Linked DNA regions of Mus musculus: all the other regions are linked to region 4. The links are chromatin contacts, called in public Hi-C, HiChIP or PLAC-seq and promoter capture Hi-C maps. All regions are on one chromosome and are shown on one strand. The core of a region is the stretch at or near the end of the contact, and the rest is flanking DNA. Distances in the headings are between cores, read along the strand shown. Region 1 holds the start of Acin1 (apoptotic chromatin condensation inducer 1). Region 2 holds the start of Rnf212b (ring finger protein 212B). Region 3 holds the start of Slc7a8 (solute carrier family 7 (cationic amino acid transporter, y+ system), member 8). Region 4 holds the start of Slc7a7 (solute carrier family 7 (cationic amino acid transporter, y+ system), member 7).

Region 1 (3,064 bases), core at 460-2,959, 280 kb after region 4:
TTAATACTGTTCTCATTCATCTTCATAAGTCTCTTAAAGGTAGCCATGGTTACTGCTCCCAAATGTAAAACACAGGCACACAAAGAATCAGTGACCTGGCTATGTCACAAAAATCAGCAAAAATGACAGAATCGGAACTAGAATCTCTATTATTGTCTGCAATTTTGACTAGGAGCCACTTCTAAATCCGGTAATACAGGCAAAAAAAAAATTCCAAGTACTCAGAACAAGTTTCAAATCACATAAAACCAACAAGAGGCTAATTTGGATTTGACTATTATTTGATTAGTTTTTCAGAACTACAACTACTTAACTGAACTTGCACAACTTCCAGCAGTGTAACACCCGGACAAATAAAATGTATTAAAAATTTCACAGGGAAACTAACCACAGACCTTGTAACCAGTGGTCTGACCTAATCCACACCCACCCACAAACTGTCAGCTTCGGGATAAGCAACGGTCTGTCAACTCAAACCCTGAACTGACCCAGAGTCCCCATCAGTATTACGAGTCACGTATGCTAATGAACTCTAATAACACTAGTTCAGCTCACCTTCTTTCCCTCCATTTACACCAAAGCGATACACAGTATGTGTACCTCCCGACAAGCTCACCCTCACTACTCAAACCGACACAAAATCCCCAGCCTAAAGTAATCTGTCTCACCTCTCGTACCAATAGCCACCAAATACTTATCCAGACTGCTGCTCGATTCCCTATAAATTAGACAGCCGTCTCTGACCAAGTCTTTCTATCAAGGTTTCCTTTCACTTAATCTAGTCGAGCGGACATTTTTTACCCTATCACAAATGTCCTATTGCAGACATAGACAGCAACCCCATCCGCCCAACTGTATCCCTAACTCGGACCCAGCCCTGCTCGCCCCCTTAAGGCCAGCCACACCGGTGGTTGTAGAGGGATTTAACTCCTTCTGCAGCGCATGCGCCGACAACACAGACACAAACAAGGAGGGGGTGGGGGAAGAAGGAAGGAGCTTAAGACACTCCGGGAGAGTAGCGCGCACCCTCCCATTTTGGGCTCGCGCCGCTGCCGTTAAGGCGGGAACCGGCGTTATCTCTATCCCAGCGCCAGCCACACCAACCACCGTGCGCGTGGATCTGCAGGCTCGCGCTGGCGGCCTGAGAGAGCTCGCGCCGAGCCCGGACACTGCGCCTGCGCCGCGGCGGAGACTCGTCTCTACCGGGTCCGCTCCCCTCCGACACCTCGGCAACGCTGACTTCTCACCCCTTTGAGCCGCTTGACCAGGGCACTCTTCTGCCCGCTCTTGGCTAGGCCTCGCTGCTCCAGTGCGGCCTTCAGGTCGGTCACCCGCAGAGCCTGAAGAGGCTTCCCGTCCAGAGTCACCTCCTCCAGCTCCGCCATCTTGCGTGAGGTACTCGGGTCCGTCCCGACGGCTTCGGGCATCTTCGGTAATTTCCGCCAACGCCCTTCGAACGGACCGGATTGGCCCCGCCCACTGCCATAGTCTACCCCTCTATTACCGCTCAGAATTCCCCGGGTTTCTCCGGAGCTGTTCGGTCGTTTCCGTCCCCACATCGGTACCAATCGGCTTTTTCCATCTACCTAGCGGCTGGCCCCTCCCATCTGGCTTTCAGGCTCGTTTGTTTTCGGCTTGCCGGGGCTTTGAATCGAATCTCTTCGGAAGCCCTCGAATCTGGCATACCCATAATCGGAGATATTCGGCTATCTCCGGACCTGGGGGCCGGGGCGCTGGGGCACTTGGGTATTTGGGGCTGGTTCCGGACCGGAAGTGCGTGGGTTACTGGGGGCTGGCTCTGCTTCGGGTTTTCAGGAAACATGGAAGAGGCTCGGAGAGTTGGAGCAGGAGCTGAAGGACTCTTGTGATCTCTGGGCGTCTTCCAAGGGGAAAAGGAAGGTAAGAGGAAAAGAAGTCTCTCCTAGGCCAGATGAGACTTGGTGTCTGCAGGTTTTTGGGGACCCCTCCTGCTTCCATCTTCTATATCCCGGCCATTCTGTGTAAGAAATACTTTGTCCTGTGGGGCTAAGGAATGAGAGACCTGCGGCTTCCTACGTGGGAAAAAGAAAAATCAGGTCTTTTGAGTTTATTAATGACAATAACCATGGAAGCCATGTAGCAAGACCCTGGGTTAAAAATTACCTTTCTCTGAAAAAGAGAAGTTTTAGGAGAAACTTCTCCCTGTAGAGCCACTTTGAAACTGGCAGTCACCCTGAACCGGGACTTAGAACTTACGTTTAGGGATTCTATTCTTTGTCGATACAAATCTTCCAACTTGAAGAGGTAGGAACAGCAGTAGTAATTACGGTCATAGAGAGGTGAAGGTTTTCGTTGTTGGAGAAACAAACTGTAGGACGGAAACATTTTGGAATAAGTTGGCTTACATTTGCACACATAATGCAAAGTCAGTGGCACTTGCAGGTATAAACCATTAAGGAAAACTGTTCAGAGATGTGCATCAATAGCACACTTTTTAGGCCAAGTCAAGAAAGCAAAGGCATTTTTTTTTTCAGAACCTGAAAAAAGTTAGTGTGGCTTCTGATTTTCTGCTACCTTATTTGAGACAAGACTTAGCCTGCTCTAAAGTTTACTGGTGTGGTACAGAATTTAATAAGGGGGTCATAGAACATAAATTTTTTAAAACAGATTTCAGAGACTGTGTACGCATTGCACAGAGGGTTCTTGCATCATGTCTCTCCAACACACACACACTTGTGTAACTGTGGAACAAACTGTTAGGGCCAGTTGCTTGTACCAAAGTTTAAAAAGCTGCACACTTTAATTTTAGAGAGAGAGCAAGCAAGATGTGTTTTCTGTGTGGGTTTTGATCATTTCTTTCTTTACTACCCAGGTTGCCTCAGCTGCTTGCCTTTCCTTATTATGTGTTTGGTTCTTTTCAAGACAGGGTTTCTCTGTGTAGCCCTAGCTGTGTTAGAACTCATTCTGTAGACCAGGCTGGCTATGAACTAGAGATTGCTTGTGAGTGCCTCCCAAGTGCTGGGATTAAGGGCTTCCCCACCATCTGGCTTGTTTTTATTATTTTGTGTATATGTGTGTCTGTCTA
Region 2 (2,962 bases), core at 349-2,848, 400 kb after region 4:
GGTCTTATGCACACTAGGCAAATGACCTAACACTGAGGTGGACTCCCAGTCCTTACATGTCATTTTTATTCTTTTCTAGGGACTAACCATTCATCTATTTGATTCAAGTTTTATAATGTTGTTAACATTTTTAAAAGCTCCCTGTATTTTAAACGTATTAGCCTTGTATTATATAAGTGGATTCCACAATTTGTCACTTAGCATCAAATTTCACCTATGGTGGGTTTTGCCCCCCACCACTGGGTTTTTATGTGTGCTCTTTAAGCAGAAATGTTTTTTGTTTGTTGTTTTGTTGAGAGGGATGCTGGAGAGGTGATGCTGGCCTGGGTCTGCTTCTGCCCTCAGGTGTGCGCAAAGGCACCTTTGCACACAGGGCTGGACAGGAGGGAAAGAAGCTTACCATGCAGGTGGGTTAGACAGAAACTTGGTCATCTAGATGTGGGAGAAACAGGCTTCTCGGGAGATAGTGTTCAGTGACACAGCTCTCTTTATTGGAGGTGAACAAGAGTGATTCCCTTTATTGGGATTAAAGGCGTGGCCACCACTAGCAGGCTTCTGTATGTTTATTGTTACGCTTCTAAAATTACATGTTTCTAAAATCTTATAGGTGCTCTATACTTTAGCATTTAAATAAAGTGTGTTTCCACACACAGATATGGGGTTTTCTCCCCATAGGTTATTCTTGTTTGGTTGGTTTTCATCTTTTTTCTTTAATTTTTAGAGACAGGGTTTGCTGTATGTAGCCCAGGATAGACTGGAGCTTACTATCTAGACCAAGCTGACCTAAAAACAAAAGAAACACCGACAACCAGCGCAGTGGAAATGTTTATTTTCTTTCCTTTTTATCGTTTTTTTTTTCTTCTCTTCCCATCTCCTTTTGCTCCCCTTTTCTTTTCTTTTTTGAGTATAGGGCCTTGAGTATCACAGGTTGTAACTAGGCAGGGGTGAAGCTGAGATCTTCCATCCTCCGTCTTCACCCTCCCAAGCATACCGCCAGGGCTGGGTTCATTTATTCAAACAAACAAACAAACAAACAAACAACCCCAAAAAGCTAAACTTTTTTTCTGGAGGTCTGTTTGTTGTGAGTTTATAGCCAATCAGCCTCTATCCACATAACAACTTCTTAGTTTTTCTATTTCGAATTTATGCTGTACTTTTGTTTTGTTTTGTTTTTCGAGACAGGGTTTCTCTGTATAGCCCTGGCTGTCCTGGAACTCACTTTGTAGACCAGGCTAGCCTCGAACTCAGAAATCTGCCTGCCTCTGCCTCCCAAGTGCTGGGATTAAAGGCGTGTGCTATCATGCCCCGCAATGCTGTACTTTTAAAGCTGCCATTATTTCTATTTCATTTTAGATTATGCCAAAGCTTCTATGGCCTTGCGACTCCGTTTCTTTTTGTTTTGGGGGTCGTTTGCTGGAACATTAATAGGCTCATTTTTCCCTCTCTGCTTCCATGGTAGGTAACAAGGGGCTGCTTCGAAGACCTCCTGGACTTATCAGGCCACCGTAGGACCCACCTGTCTGTCGAGGCCTGGCTGCTTCTGCGGCTGCGCAGGAGGATCAGCGCCCCGCCCCGCCCCCACCGCGTGCTGGTTCAATCTGGCGTGCGCAGCTTCGAACCTGGTGGCCGTGCCCTGGGCGGAGGCTGCTTGTTTTCCCGCCGTTTCCTGTGCCTCGTGAGGGAGAGAACCGGATGGTCTGAGAACAGAAACGTTGGAACCCGGCTGCCAAGCTGGTAGGGGCACGAGCTAGAAAGGGTCGAGCTGGAGGCCGCGTGAAGGCTGGCGGCCTCTTACCCAAGCCAGGCATGGCCGCTTACCACTTAAGTGTAGCCGCGACTGGAACCCCCACCCCCACCCCCAGCTTGGTGCTGTGGGGACGGCTTATTTAGATATTTATTTGCTCATTCATTCATTCATTGACAGGTTCTCACTACATACCCCAGGCTGCCCTGGAACTCACTGTGTAGACCAGGCTGGCCTCCAACTCACAGTCAGTCTGCCTGCGTCTGCCCTCCAAGTGCCAGGATTAACGTCCTACGCCACCTCACCCTACCATTTAGTAAATTAAAGAACATTTTACATTTATTTGTGTAGTTGAGTGTGGGGCATGCGAATAGTTACCGGGTGGTGGTTCGCTTGCCGTGGCGCACACGTGGAAGGCATGGGGCAGCCTGTGGGAATCTGTTCTACCTGTGGACCCCAGGTATCAAACTCAAGTCACCCTACCCTTGTCCCTCTTAACCGATGAGCCATCTCTCCAGCTCCATCGATCATAAATCTTAAACGGCAGATTTTTATTTCATTTTGTTTTATTTCTTGACACAGGGTCTTACTATCTAACTCTGGCTGGCCTTGAAATCTCAGAGGTCCACCTGCCTCTGTTTTCCAAGTTCTTGGACTGAAAGTGCATGCCACTTCACTGGCTAAGTGGCAGAATCTCTAAAGATGGGGTGCAAAGTAACCTCATTGACTTTGTAAGCCTCTGCATAAACTGGCACTCTAAAAATGAATTGTTCAGAGAGGATTGTGATAGCGAGGAAGAAACTTGTTTTATTTTAACAGCTTAAATATTAATTTATATTAAGAATTATATTTATAGATGTATTATTTATAAAAGTCGATCAATTATATTATGCTAATTAATAAATATTAACTAGCATATCCAACATATTTTGTTGTGGTTTTTAGAGCCCAGGGCTGTTTTCAAATGTCAGTTTCTTCATTAAAAAAAACTCCTACAGCCTGGTCTGCAGAGCAAATTCCAGAACAGCTTGGGCTACACAGAGAAACCCTGTCTGAAAAAACAAAACAAATAAACAACTCCTACAAAGTGGGCCAACAGGATGGCCCAATGGGTAAAAGTAGTTGCCATTTATGTAGAGCTCATACTTCCCAGAATCAACATGGAGGGAAGAGAGAAACAATTCTCAGAAGTTAACTGGGACCTCTACACTTGCCTGT
Region 3 (2,903 bases), core at 286-2,785, 370 kb after region 4:
CCAGCTCCTCTCCTAAAGAGCTTCCAAGCCAGAGCACACATTTCACCCATGAATTCCTCCTGTACCCCACAATCTACCACCTCCCAGTTCCCGCTAAGAACCTCACAGGGTCTTCTGTGGGTGTTAACAGACAGGCGCCCCCAACTAGGTAACCAGAAAAAAACAAAAAACAAAAAAACAAAAACAAAAAAACCTGGAAAACTCCATTTCAAGAACACAGTCAAGTCAGCTGGTTCTCCCTTCCATATTTTCCTCATCTGAGACAGCTCGGCTGTCACATCTGTTTCACAAGTGCTTCATAGGATGGGCCAGCCTATGAAGAACCATGATTATAAAGCATTTTTATTACTGTTTTTTTACTATTCGAGGCATTACACACCACAGTGCTTCATAACATAAGACAACATAATACTAAATATGCTTCAAACACAGATTCACAGCCTGCAGAGGGTGGCTGCACAGAAGCTAGTTAAAAATCCATGTGTCAGCCCGAATTAGGCTCTCCTGGATCAGAACTGCCTAGTGACAAGCCGGAAAGAATTTGTTACACTTCTAATAAATTCCCAGGCAATACTTGGGACGCAGAGCCTGTATGGTTCCTGACTCTTGTTTGTTCTATTCTAAGGAGAGAACAGCTCAGCCTGGCTTGGCTGAAGCGATGTATGACAGACATCACTTCCATAGCTCCGACTTGACCGGTGCAGTTGGACAACACAAGTCACAGACAAAGCAAAGCTGCCTTTGAGGCTTTGGCGGGGTTAAAGTCCCTCGAAGGACCCCCGGAGAGAGGGTGGGATGGCGCCGGGGGCCGCAAAGGACCTGGACTCACCTACAATGATACCACAGGCGCTGACCAATCCGATCTCTTTCTTCAGGGCTACTCCGCCCCCTCCCGAGCTAGCCTCGGCCTCAGGGCTGGTGTCAGAACCCGGGTGGTTCTTCGCGGTGTTGTTTCGCTGGCGGGCTCCCTTTTCCATCTTTCTCCGTAGGGTTCCGACCACCCAAAGCGAAAAAGAGCAGTCTTTTTCTAAACGCTCGTGCGTGTAAACGTATAGATATGTGGAAAAACAGAGTTTCCAATTAGAACGCCCTTTTCCGAAAACAGAGTGCGCTCCTACCCTCTAAAAGTGACAGCAAATGAGAGTCACACGTGTCACTGCCTAACAAACAAGGGCCGTGTTTTTAAATGGAAGGCAAAGAATATATATATATATAAATACAAAAATAGAACTGTACCAGCGACTCCAGCTGGAATTCTCCGGAAAGCGTTTATCTTCAGAAGCCCAGGATCGCTCTGCTCGGTGTACCGGGCGGCGGCTTGCTCTGGTCAGGATTTCCCTGCAGCCCTCCTAATGAAACAGATCGCCTCCACCTTCCCTTAAGTCTCTTCTACGATGAGGGTAAAAGTAGTTCTTCTTAGCTGAGGGAGCGGAGGAGGAGCCGTGCTCAGGTACTTTCTTGCTCGCCGGCTCTGGATCAGGTTTCCACCTGCTGCGGTCGCCCCTTCCTTCTCGCCCTTGTCGGCTCCGAGCTCCGTGCTCACTCCGCAGATCGCTCCATCTGTGAGGGCAGGGTGGCTGCTGCGCTCGCGAATGTGCTTCCCTTTCGGCTGCGGCGTTTATTTGCGGACCGAGGCTCCGCCCCCCACCTCCTCCATCCTTAAGCCGCATCTCCTCCCTCTTCTTCTATTTAATTATTAGTACCCCCTACCCCCAAAGATCACGGAGGAAGGGGCTTAAAACATTTTCTTTTCTTTTCATAGTGGGAGCAAGGGAAGGGTGGGCCGCAGGGGGAAGTCACTAGCCAAGGCTTCATCTCAGGTCGCACAGCATTTGTGAACTCTATAAGGGCACACGGTTCTGCGGGCTTCTAATGCCTTCAGAAACACACTGGCCAGTGTACTAAGATGTTTAGGTGTGGATCATTTGAGGACAAGGTCGAGAAAGCTGCAGAGATATTGCCATCAAGCTGTTTCATGAAATAGGGGGTGGTTTTGGTGTGTGTGGGGGGGGGCAATGTGGAAGAACTTTAAGCTGAAGAGTTTCTTTTAGGGACTGTCATGAAAGCTAAATAAAATTATGAAGAATATGGGGTAGTTGCAACGTTTTTCCGAAGCAGGATAAGGAGGATTCTGGCCTGCCCCATGACCCCTAATATTTTATCACAAATTATTTGAACTTCAGACAGGAGGTCGTGAGCCCCTCACCGATCATGAAACAGACGTGTTGATGCTAAGAATGGTAATGGTTAAGAATATTAACATTGCACCCCCATTTCCTTGAAGAATGTAATTCAAAACAGTTGCTCCACCTCAAGAACTGTGTCTATTTCTAACTGTAAAGTGCTTTGAAGAAAACAACAACAACAAAACAACCATGAAACAATATTATAGACCATGCTGAAAAACTAAAGTTTTTTTTTACATAGTCTATACAAAATGATTTGATTTTAAAATGAGTCTAAAAAATAAAATTCCAAAGGGCCTGGTGGCACACACATCTTTAATCCGAGCACTTGGGATGCAGAGGCAGGCAGATCTCCTTGAGTTTAAGGCTAGCCAGAGGTCCAAAGTGAAATTCTGTCTCAATAAGACAAACTAAATTCCCCAATCTGACCACTAATTACGCAAATTTGGCTTCACTCATTTTTTTAAGAAAAACACTAAAAAACTTGGACTTTTCAAGAAAATAAAAAAGTTAAGCCCTTTAGGAATGGGGTTGGCTAAGCTATCTAGAACGGCTCTTCCGGATAGGGTAAAGTCCAGACAATGAACGGTCTCCCTTCCCGCCTGCCCCTTGCTCACCCTACTCAGCAAGTATCAAGAGGTTTCAAAGGTTGAGATCTCAACTCCTTCTCCTTTTGCTGCTCTAAGATACAGCAGATTGAAAGCCTCAGCAAAAAGA
Region 4 (2,990 bases), core at 97-2,596:
TCCCCACTATGAGACACACGCCATTAAGCAGGGAGATCTCCTTCTTCAGTTTGACCTGCTCCGCCACTGGGCTGGCCCCATCCCCGAGAGCAGAGCCATCGTCGGCCTCGTGCTGAGCAGCCACTTCATACTTGGTGCTGTTGACCATGGCGAAGAGAAGGAAGACCTTCACCAGCTTGCTCGCATTGCCCTCTAAGGAAGAAAGAAGGCTGTGTTGGTCACTGCAGAATCTCTCCCTCCCACACCACAGGGCCCAAGGCAGTCAGCACCCACCAGTCCAGACACCCTCCTCACTTCTGTCTCCCCGCAACACCCAAGGCATGTCAAAATGACCCCGGCTTGGCTTTTCCCCCACAAAAGGGGAAAACATGCTAGCCTTAGGATGTAGCATACCTTATTTATCAGACAGCTGAACCCTCAACCTGTTATGACACAGGACAGGCATGAATGAGGCAGTTTGGTAAAACTTTTTTCTGCCTCCCCCTGACCCCCAAAGTCTCTCCCCTCTGATTTCAGTTTCAAATGTCCCTGCGCTGAGATGCCTGTATGAGGAACCAACCCTGAAACCAACTGATTCGCTAGATCCTCTTTTTGCTGATTTGCTGTTCTTTCCCCTAAGGAGTCTGTGTGCTGGGCTGAAGCTTTTAAAGCGCTCCTGCTACGGATGCACAGCCACCTCCCTGCTCGGGAATAGCCATTAACAAATGGTCAGCTGGCATCTTAGATGTTGGCAAAGCCCAAGCAGCCCCACCCATCCTGGAAAGAAAAAAAAAAAAAAAAAAAAAGACAGGAGATTGATTCGCTTTGTACTGCTTTTCCATTCCCAGATACCTGTCCCAGCCTCTAGCATCCCAGGCCTCCTGCTGCCAAATCTCTCACATCACACCAGCCAAAAAGTAGGAATGATCTTTCAGAAGGGTGGCCCAAACACACAGCAGAAACCAGAGATGACTGGAGGCAGTGGGTGGTGGCTGCCCACCCACCATAGACACCCACCATAGAACTGCTGGAGACATATCAAAGCAAACCAAGGAAAAGAAAGAGCTAAGGCCAGACAGCAGATGCCCTGAAATACAGAGCTAGAGACAGCTGCACAAAATAGGAAAGCAATCAGACAAATGGCGAAACACTACAGCCAGAGGCTCTGTAGCTCGAGGAAGTGACTGGACAGACAGAGAACAGCAGAGGGTTTAGCAAGGGGACAGGGTGGGGCACACTCACTCCCTGGCTCTGGATATAAGGAGGTTCCCACAGCAATGGCCAGCCGCAGTCTCTGAGACAAAGAGGCACACACACCCTCCAAGAACAGAGATCTGACAGCTCCTCCTTCCTCCAGCAGTAAGAGGGAAACCCAGACAAACGCCTACCGGATTTAAGTCAGGTCAAGAAGGGAGGAGGAGGTGAGGGAGCTAGGAAAGGAAGGGGTGAGGAAAAGGGAGAGGAGCGTTAAGCAACCCTCTGGGTCCAAGGTTCACAGGCCTTTCATATCTGCGAAAGGGGCAGCTAGGAGCTCCTGGCTCAGCACTTTCTGTGATAAGAAGGTGCTCGATCAGGAATCTCCTTTGTCAGCTCTGCCCCGGGACAGGAGGCCCAGAGGAAGGGACAGCTAACTAACTGGGTGTGCTCTCTGAAACCCCAGAGAGTCTAATAAGTTACCAAGTACAGAGCACTGGTGGCACAGACCTCTCCCCATGTGTCCTCCCTCCATGGCCCACCCAAACTTCACTTCTCTCTCTCACCCGAAACAAGAAAGGCAGGAAGGTTAGAGAATGGGACGCATTGTTCACAGGCTGAGATTGGCGGAAGTATGGGAGTGGTTCAGACGCCCCATGTGGCGCTCTAAGTGAGATCGCTGTACACTTCCCCATGCAGAGAAAGGGGTGGCTGCCTCTAAACCGGGGCATCACCCCCAAAGTCTGACCCTCGAGCGATTTCAAAAGAAATATGGTTCAGAAATGAGATCAAACTTCTAGATCCAACTCCATTCCACCATTATGCTCTTTCATTCTTAGGGAAACACACTACAACCTCTGGAGCGCCCAAAACTTCCTATGTAGGTCTCAGTACAAGCTTTCCTCCATTTCTTAAAAATATATGGAGGCCCAGACGTGAATGGCTCATACCTGTAATCCCACATCCAGAAGGTTGAGACAGGAGGGTCCTATTTGGTTAAGGCCAGACTAGAGACCCCATGTCAAAGGTGGGGGAGGGGGAGAGGGGCTGCCAAGATGAAGCCCATGATGGAAGGAGAAAATTTCCTACTGTTCTACGAGCGTGCGCGCACTACAATAAAAAAATTAGCTGAGCACCGTGGTACACACCTTTAAACCCAGCACTCTGGGGGCAAAGGCAGGGAGCTCTCTGAGTTCAAAGATCAAGGACAGCCTGGTCTACAGAGTGAGTTCTAGGGCAGCAAGGGCTATGAGGAGAAACTCTGCCTCAAAAGAAAAAAAAAACAAGCTAACATAATAATAATAATGTGTGTGTGTATGTGTGTGTGTGTGTGTGTGTGTGTGTGTGTGTGTGTATGGAAAGTTGGAGTATAGCTCAATGGTAGAGCGCTTACCTACCCCCAAGGCACAAAAATAGTGTGGAAATAAGGTTTCACTGAACTATGTTAGACAGGCCCAGAATAAACAGAAAAAGTTCTACAATTTGAAATCACAGTTTATTCTACCTTTATAATCGACTTTAACTCTGGTATACTGAGCCTTTTTTGGCAGCTTACCTGTTCTGAAACCCAACTGTGTATCCCTTCTTCTTCTACCTCTTCTTCACTCTTTGGTTATTCTACAGAAATAGTCAGAGACAGTTCATCTCTATGCTCACTCACCCTCCCAGCCCAGCCCCTTGATGTTCTTAGCTAAACCGAGATGGGATGCTGGGCTTAGGCCTCCCAAAAACTGTGCTTTGAGGATGGAGAGATGGCTCAGCAGTTGAGAGCACTTTCTGTTCTTGAGAAGACCCGAGCACCACACCCAGCACCCACA

What was found. A called contact is a pair of places that touch in the nucleus more often than the background predicts. HiChIP or PLAC-seq counts read pairs in DNA pulled down with a chosen protein or histone mark. Capture Hi-C pulls out chosen DNA fragments and counts their contacts.
Region 1: a contact with region 4 is called in an H3K27ac HiChIP or PLAC-seq map of epiblast stem cells. The contact joins the promoter of Acin1 here to the promoter of Slc7a7 in region 4. A contact is called at or near these places in 3 of 39 promoter capture datasets (cranial neural crest, frontonasal cranial neural crest and pre-B cells), 3 of 115 datasets of contacts at active chromatin or transcription factors (epiblast stem cells, extraembryonic endoderm stem cells and trophoblast stem cells) and 2 of 9 other capture datasets (adipose tissue and liver).
Region 2: a contact with region 4 is called in a Hi-C map of embryonic stem cells, with 2.3 times the contacts expected there. The contact joins the promoter of Rnf212b here to the promoter of Slc7a7 in region 4. A contact is called at or near these places in 1 of 484 Hi-C or Micro-C datasets (embryonic stem cells) and 1 of 9 other capture datasets (adipose tissue).
Region 3: a contact with region 4 is called in a promoter capture Hi-C map of pancreatic islet. The contact joins the promoter of Slc7a8 here to the promoter of Slc7a7 in region 4. A contact is called at or near these places in 2 of 9 other capture datasets (adipose tissue and pancreatic islet).

Annotation. Positions count from the first base shown.
Region 1 is chr14:54,685,222-54,688,285 of GRCm38.p6, forward strand. Acin1 (apoptotic chromatin condensation inducer 1) reads right to left here and starts at 1,710. Exons shown (of 19, transcript NM_023190.3): 1 at 1,248-1,710. The coding sequence starts at 1,559. It overlaps 1700123O20Rik (RIKEN cDNA 1700123O20 gene), which reads left to right and starts at 950. Exons shown (of 2, transcript NM_021437.2): 1 at 950-1,899.
Region 2 is chr14:54,812,552-54,815,513 of GRCm38.p6, forward strand. Rnf212b (ring finger protein 212B) reads left to right here and starts at 1,599. Exons shown (of 15, transcript NM_001370899.1): 1 at 1,599-1,734.
Region 3 is chr14:54,780,351-54,783,253 of GRCm38.p6, forward strand. It overlaps Slc7a8 (solute carrier family 7 (cationic amino acid transporter, y+ system), member 8), which reads right to left and starts at 1,536. Exons shown (of 11, transcript NM_016972.2): 1 at 830-1,536. The coding sequence starts at 977.
Region 4 is chr14:54,408,857-54,411,846 of GRCm38.p6, forward strand. Slc7a7 (solute carrier family 7 (cationic amino acid transporter, y+ system), member 7) reads right to left here and starts at 1,347. Exons shown (of 10, transcript NM_001379499.1): 1 at 1,222-1,347; 2 at 1-192. The coding sequence starts at 148.